Regions from separate parts of the Anas platyrhynchos genome. Here region 1 is linked to region 2. Evidence: chromatin contacts called from public Hi-C data. All regions are on one chromosome and are shown on one strand. The core of a region is the stretch at or near the end of the contact, and the rest is flanking DNA. Distances in the headings are between cores, read along the strand shown. Region 1 holds the start of ANAPC2 (anaphase promoting complex subunit 2). Region 2 holds the start of PNPLA7 (patatin like domain 7, lysophospholipase).

The links. A called contact is a pair of places that touch in the nucleus more often than the background predicts.
Region 1: a Hi-C map of small yellow follicle shows a contact between it and region 2, with 3 times the contacts expected there. The contact joins the promoter of ANAPC2 here to the promoter of PNPLA7 in region 2. A contact is called at or near these places in 4 of 8 Hi-C or Micro-C datasets (liver, skeletal muscle, small yellow follicle and 1 more).

Annotation. Positions count from the first base shown.
Region 1 is chr18:4,579,664-4,583,150 of IASCAAS_PekinDuck_T2T, reverse strand. It overlaps ANAPC2 (anaphase promoting complex subunit 2), which reads right to left and starts at 1,786. Exons shown (of 13, transcript XM_027470949.3): 1 at 1,647-1,786; 2 at 460-1,082. The coding sequence starts at 1,730. SSNA1 (SS nuclear autoantigen 1) reads left to right here and starts at 1,715. Exons shown (of 4, transcript XR_011804027.1): 1 at 1,715-1,849; 2 at 1,931-2,130; 3 at 2,746-3,487.
Region 2 is chr18:4,359,245-4,362,627 of IASCAAS_PekinDuck_T2T, reverse strand. It overlaps PNPLA7 (patatin like domain 7, lysophospholipase), which reads right to left and starts at 2,095. Exons shown (of 36, transcript XM_038188048.2): 1 at 1,917-2,095; 2 at 1,695-1,752. The coding sequence starts at 1,733. MRPL41 (mitochondrial ribosomal protein L41) reads left to right here and starts at 2,195. Exons shown (of 1, transcript XM_027471108.3): 1 at 2,195-2,870. The coding sequence starts at 2,343. The coding sequence ends at 2,750. LOC113845479 (a long non-coding RNA gene) reads left to right here and starts at 276. Exons shown (of 3, transcript XR_003501073.3): 1 at 276-981; 2 at 1,060-1,164; 3 at 1,254-1,540.

The DNA of each region.
Region 1 (3,487 bases), core at 537-3,036, 220 kb before region 2:
AAAGAAAATCTAACTAACTGAAGGCACCTGTCTCCCTGCGTGGTCCATGGATGCAGGAACAGTTTTAAATTTAAACACTCTGAGAGCCTGCACAGATGCACTACATATATGATAGATGAAACTACTGCTGTCCCATCTCATTCAGAAGCATTATTTTCTAGCTACCAGAAGCTTTTTCATTTAGAGAAGTTTGCTTATTTGGAACAGAAGGCCTTAGAAAAAGACAGCGATATTCCCACAGCCAGTAAAAAGAACTTCAGTCTAAAGATCTGCTCTAGTTCAGCCACCAGCTAGCCAGCAGCCACAGAAACTGTGTGAAGTTCCCTAGGCAGTACTATGTCACTGCCTGCATAACCCCACGCACAACTCCTCCAGTTTTCAGATACAAGAGCTGCTGCTGCCACCCTCCCTGGACTATCTGCTTGTTCTTGAGACAGCATCACCTCATAACATACGTACAGAATGTCATTGAGCTGCTGAAACTGCTCCATGGCTTTGGGACACCAGCACTGCTCCCTCTTACTGCCGCAGCCTGCGCACACCTGGCTCTCTCCTCCGCCCTCCTCCGTATCACTCTCTTGCTCGTTCTCACTCATGCTGCTCTCACACTCGTTCATTCCTTCTTCTCCTTTCTTCCACTGCCGCATGTATATCCGGAAAGTGCGGCTATAGAACTGCTGGATCATTTCTTGGAAGGACTTTGTGGTGGAGAAAAAAAGGATAGCTTTGAACATGGTGTAGACCTTCTCCTGCAGCATCTGAGCGCCTGTCCCCAGCAGCAAGCCCGCCTTGGTCCATCTCTCCAGGAGCTCCAGGCTGTTCAGGTAGGGGTCCAGGCGGCACTTGAGAAGACAAAACGCGTCCAGAAGGAGCGAGGAGCACTGAGGCTCCTCCGCTGTGTTTTCATACTGGCCAATGCAGTTCCAGAACTCGGGGGCTATATTCGCCTGGAGGTCCGTCTGCAACACCTCGATGAACCACTCTTCCACGATCGAGTGCAGGTCGTAACAGCGCAGCACCTCCAGGGCAGCCCGCAGGTCGGCATCCTTCAGCGGCCCCACAGGATCAGACCTTGGCGCTGCCTGGAAAGCAGAGGGGACAGCACGTCAAGCACACGCACACTTCTGTAGGTGGATCTGTGGCAGAAGAGCCCGCTCGGCCCGAGGAGTGGGGACCAAACGCACGCCGGCCCTGCTGAACAGCACCCGGTGGGTGCCGGGGTCTCAGAGCACTGCTGGAAGCCCAGCATCCGCCTCAGAGGCCCATTTCCCAAACATAGTCCCCTCGGTGGCCGCTGCAGCAGACACAGGCTGGTGCTGTGCCCCCCAAAACACCAGGCCCTGCGACAAAACCCCAAAACTGCCTTCTGCAGGGCGCAACCCGGCAGAGAGCCGCAGCACCGGGGGAGGAAGCAGCGATCTGTTCGGCCACTGTTCCACCACCACGGAGGGCGTTTGGGCCACGGCACCTCGTCAGGGCGAGAGGGCGAGCACAAAACCAGCCCCGAGAGCGGAGGGACAGGGAGCGGACCCGGGATCCCCTCAGGCACCACAACTCCCCCGGCCCCAAACTGAGGGCGGCTGCGGCTCCCCCCCCCCCCGCGGCTCCCCGAGCCCCCGGCCCTCCCCCGGCCGCCCCCCGCTCACCAGCCCCAGGGCCGCGGGCGGCACCAGGGCGGTGCTGAGCCGGTGCCAGGCCGCCGAGAGCCCCGCGGCCGCCGGTGGCTCCATGCGGGCCGCACCTCAGGAAGAGGCGGAGCGCGGCGGGGCCGTTGGCGGGGCCGGGCCGGGAGCCGCCATGGGCGAGGCGGGAGCGGCGCTGCAGGGCTACAACGCGGCGCTGCTGGAGGGTGAGCGGGGTCGGGCGGGTGAGCGGGGCCGGGCTGTGCCGTGCCAAGCCGGGGGCTGACGGGCCGGGCCGGGCCGGGCAGGGCTGGCGGAGCTGCGGGCACGGCGGGACGAGCTGAGCGAGCGGATCCGGGAGGAGGAGGCGGAGCGGGGGCGGCTGCAGGCGAGGCTCGGGGCGCTGAGCCAGCGGCTGGCCCGCACCAACGAGAGCCTGGCCGGGCACCTGGCCGCACGCAGCGAGCTGGACAGGAGCATCGCCGAGACAGAGGCGGCCTACGGCAAGGTAACGGGCCTGGCACGCGGCCTGAGGGGGGAAAGGAGGGTTGGGGTGGTCTCGGGGCTCTGCTGGGCTGCCCCCGGCTGAGCAGGGGTGGGGGAAGCCGCACGATGTGGAAATAGAGGAAAATGGGCTCTGGGCCACCAAACCCTGCAAAAGGCCCCTCGCCAACCCTGTTCGGGAGAGGGGAAAGGAAAAGGAGGAAACCAGACGCGGCCAGAAGACCACAGGAATCCACGCAGGTAACAACAAACCCATGCCAGAACTGTCGGCCCTGCGCTCTTTTTGCTTCACTTTCATGTAATTTCATCTTCTGTCTTTCTGTGAGGCAGCATCTGCCATACCGTTAACTGAAAGGGCAGGAATGTCAGAGCAGCAAGGGGGCAGGAGGCAGCCCAGCAGCACAAGGGCTGAGCATCGCTGTCATTTCTGTTGCGGGATGGCTCAGTCCCTTCACCCTTCCTGCATTTGGAACTGCTGGGCAGGGACTGCTTCATTCCGCTGACAGGGTAACAGCTGAGTTAGCTTTTAAAATAAAACACCAATCAGCATTTGAAAAGAGTAAAAGGCTCTTTCCAGGTAGTTGCCTAAATTTTCCCTTCTCCCATTTCTTTTTTGAAGGCAACAACTACTATAAGCGTTGAATCCTCTTATCTCCTCAGGCCAGTGCCTTCTGGCCAGCCTTCCTGGCAGCAGCTGTTTTCAGATGAAGCTGGAGCTGATTTCTCTGCCTGCTTCAAGACCTGCTGGTTTAGGGTGAAGGGGACAACTCACATAAAAATTGTAACAGCTTAGCAATTTTGTTGTAAAGTTACAGAAACAACAGCACAGGTTCTAAAAGAAACCTTCCCTGAGATACAAGTCACAAGCCCCTATCCTACAAACAAATTCATGTTTATTGAAATTAGAAGACAAAGTCACAGTAGGTAAAGAGCCAAGGTGGTTAGGAGAGGAAATGCAGACATCCTGCAAATAGAAACAAGTAACAAAGTTCCTTTCCTGTGGATTTCCATCTCTTGTCTGTAATCATACTCCTTGCCTTTCCCCAGCCCATGAGTTGCAGGACTCCGTCCCCATCCACCGCATTCTTCCATGGACACAGACGACAAGATCCCACCAACTTCTACTGGCATCTCGGCCTGCGGGGCGCTTGCTTTCATCTCTTCTCTGACCACTTAATGATTTCCACAAGTTTATAGGAGTGTAAAAATGATCTTTGGGACTATAACCCTGCTATAACTTTTTGTTACAGTTGTCCACCATGTTATAACTTTACAACAGAGAGATGGACAGGCAACAAGATTTTCTAAGCCTAGCATAGCCTTGTATCCTAACGCACCACAAGTTGGAGTGCTAAATTATA
Region 2 (3,383 bases), core at 846-3,345:
CAGTTCCAGAGTTGGATGATGTCTTAATTTAGCTTTGCAACCAAAAGAAAACTGGAAGCGCACGCTGAGAGTCACCAAACCACGAGAGTCTCTCTCATCAAAGTTCATTCCAGGTTTGCAGTGCCTGACCAGCCAATGCTTGCAGATGAAAGTTTATCTTCTGAGGCTGCTTTAACACAGCGTACCAACAACGTTCCCAACATCCTCAACTATCGCTGTTATCAGTGTCAGGCTGTTATTAGTGGGATGGCAGTGAAAAGTCACAATAAAAAAAAAAAAAAAAAAAAAACACTTTGAAAAGCTGTTAGCCACCAATACAGTCTGGCAAAGCCCAGTGAGTTCGCACTATTAGTCAGTTGTGGTCACTCAGTTTGTTTCTCCTTGACAGCGTCAGGGTTACACAGAGTTCTGCTACTGTCCGGGCCTGTACGAGCTCAAATAACACGGAAAACAGGAGTTGCCAACTGACTGTCACACTGCTGCTACGTGAGAAGAAACAAGTTCAGGACAAACCAAAATGCACACGCAGAGCCCTCACATCACAGTACAAAAAGTCAGTACTGGAAAGAAAAAATTCAGACCTCCAGGAGAAACTGAGAGGCTCGTGTATGGTTTATTACAACCACCAGCGTGAACAACGTTCCCCCCGCAGCATGGGGAGACTTGCAAGCACTGGCGATCCTTTGGCAACAGCAGGGAAAGCCAACAAGCAGGATCTGACCTCCCAGGTACCACAGCCATGTAAGCAGCTGTTCATAGGAAAACAGCCCCTGGGACAGCTGTGAAATTGTTAAATCACCAGCCCTGCACAGCCCCAACATCCCACGGCTGCAGGACGGAGCCTCCACTACCAGCACCTGCGTTCAAGGACTTGACGTTGTCCTCAGAAGCCTTCAGACAACACTCGGACACAAAACTTGTTTGGAACATCCCTGAGAGGACCAGCACTTCACTGGAAAATGAAGCGGCGATAGGCTAAGGGTATGTAGTGTCGTGAAAATAACTTGCCTGCTTTTTTCCCAAGGTTTAGTTCTTATTTTCTTCATGAAAATTTCACAGTAGATAAAAACACGGAGCTACGTCAGTAAGGCTCACACCCATCCAGAGTACGGGGCACAGGAGCAGCTCCAGCGGGAGCTCCAGAACTTTGCATCGCAATCAAAGGTAAACAGCGAGCCGTGCCCCGCAGGGAGGGGTGCGAAGCCTCCCCGGGTGCAGAAAGCAGGACCTTAAACCAGAATTCCCCCAAACAGGCTTCCCTGTGCACACCTGGCTGCATGCCTATGGCTTGACTGGATGCTGGATTTTCACCAGAAAACGCCTTTTGCCTGCATACAAGCGTGCTGTGTGTGGCTTTTAGATCCAACAGCGGCCAGTTCCCATCGCAGCCCCTGTGTGGCATCAGGGGAAGAGCAACGAGTCCCTGAGGGACTGACGGCCAAGCAGAGGGCACGGAGGGGCCGCAGCCGGGAGCGCGGCGCAGAGCGCGGAGGGCTTGTGGCGAAAATAAACCGAAAAATGGTCAAATACAGCACGGCGAGAGCCGCACGGATCCTGAGGCGTCAGACGGTGAAACCCAGAGGGGGAAAAGCCCTGAAACGCCAGCGCCGCCCGCAGCACGGCCGTGACGGGGAAACGCCACAGAGAGCGGCAGAGACCCCGACACCCCCCGGTACCCCCCGTCCCCGCCGTACCTCCAGGCCGGTGCCGTTGCCCTCCTCCTCCTCCTCCATGCCTGGCGGTGCCGGGGCCCTGAGGGAAGAAGCCCAGAGCTCAGCAGGGAGAACGACCGCCCCCCCCCCCCCCGCGCTCATTTTGGGGCCAAAAACCCCGAACCCGCGGGCGGGGGCCGCGCGGCGCCCACCTCCCCCAACGGCTCCCCGGGAAGGCTCCGCTGCCCCGCCGCGCTCACGCACCTCACACTGCGGGGAGCGAGCGGGGAGCCGCGCTGCGGGCAGGCGGCAGCCGGGGGGGGGGGCTCGGTACCGGCACCGGCACCGCCGGGAGCCCCCGGGCGGCCCCGCGCTGCCAGCGGAGCCGAACGGAGCCGAACGGGGCCGAGCGGAGCCGAAGCCAGGCCCGGCCCCGCCCCCGCCGCTGAGGGGAGCGCCCAGCCGGCCTCCTCGCTGCTGATTGGCCCCGCGCCGAGAGAGAGCTAAGATAGGCGCTGCGGATTGGCCAGCCCGTTCCGGCCAGTGGGAGCGGGCGGTGCTGCGGGGTGCCGGTGCGGGTTGTGTGAGGTGAGGCGGCGGTGGCGGAGCCGGGGGCAGAGCCCGGAGCCCGCAGCTCTCGGCCCGGCGCCGCCTCCTCCTCCCGTCCCGCCGCTTCCTGAGGGGCCCGGCATGGGGCTCCTGGCCCAGCTGGCCCGCGGGCTGGTGCGGGGCGCCGACCGCATGTCCCCGTTCACCAGCAAGCGCGGCCCCCGCAGCCACAACAAGGGCCGCGGGGCCAAGAGGCCGGGCGTGCTGACCGCCAACAAGAAGTTCCTCCTGGTCAAGGAGATGGTGCCGCAGTTCGTCGTCCCCGACCTGGCGGGCTTCAAGCTCAAGCCCTACGTCTCGTACCGCGCCCCCGAGGGCTCCGAGCCGCCGCTGACGGCCAAGCTGCTCTTCAGCGAGGTGGTGGCGCCGCGCATCGAGAAGGACGTGAAGGAAGGCGCCTTCGACCCCAACGACCTGCAGAAGTACGGCTTCGAGCCCACGCAGGAGGGCAAGCTCTTCCAGCTCTTCCCCAAGAACTACGTGCGCTAGGGAGCCAGCGGGGGGATGCCCGCGGCCGCTGCCGTGAGCGGTGGTGGGAGAGACTGGACCTGCGCCCACAAATCCGGGACTGTTTCTGTCAGTGGGTATTAAAAGCTGATCCTTCCGCTTTGTCTTTCTGCAATGTGTGATTTAAATCGCGGTGGGGGAAACTGGCAGCTTGTACCTCATCAGTGAGCAGGGAGGGTGTCAGCTGGCTTGCACCGTGTGTATAATTGCATGTGTGGGTGTCCTGCTCTCAGACAAGAGCTGATTGACCACACGCTGGTAATCACAGGAGGAAGTTGCTCTCCAGGCCACAGAAGCAAATGTGCCTGACCTCCGGGAAGGAGGGAGGGCTCCTCTGCCTCCAGCAGAGTCTGGAGCTGTGGAACGAGCCTCTTCGAGCTGAAGCATCCCTGGTCGGTACTGCCACAGCTCTGCTGCAAATCGCGAGCACAGCCAAAAGCAGAATGCTCAAATGAATTTCTCACTAGCTAAAGGGAAGTGTTCCCCTAAAACAGGGATAAGACCTCCAACAAAGCCTTACTCTAAGCTCTCTGAGCAGGAGCTGTAGCCTGTATTGAATGTCACAATTATTCCAAGCTTTCCCAAGCCTCAAAACTCCTTTGAAGTAAATCAAGA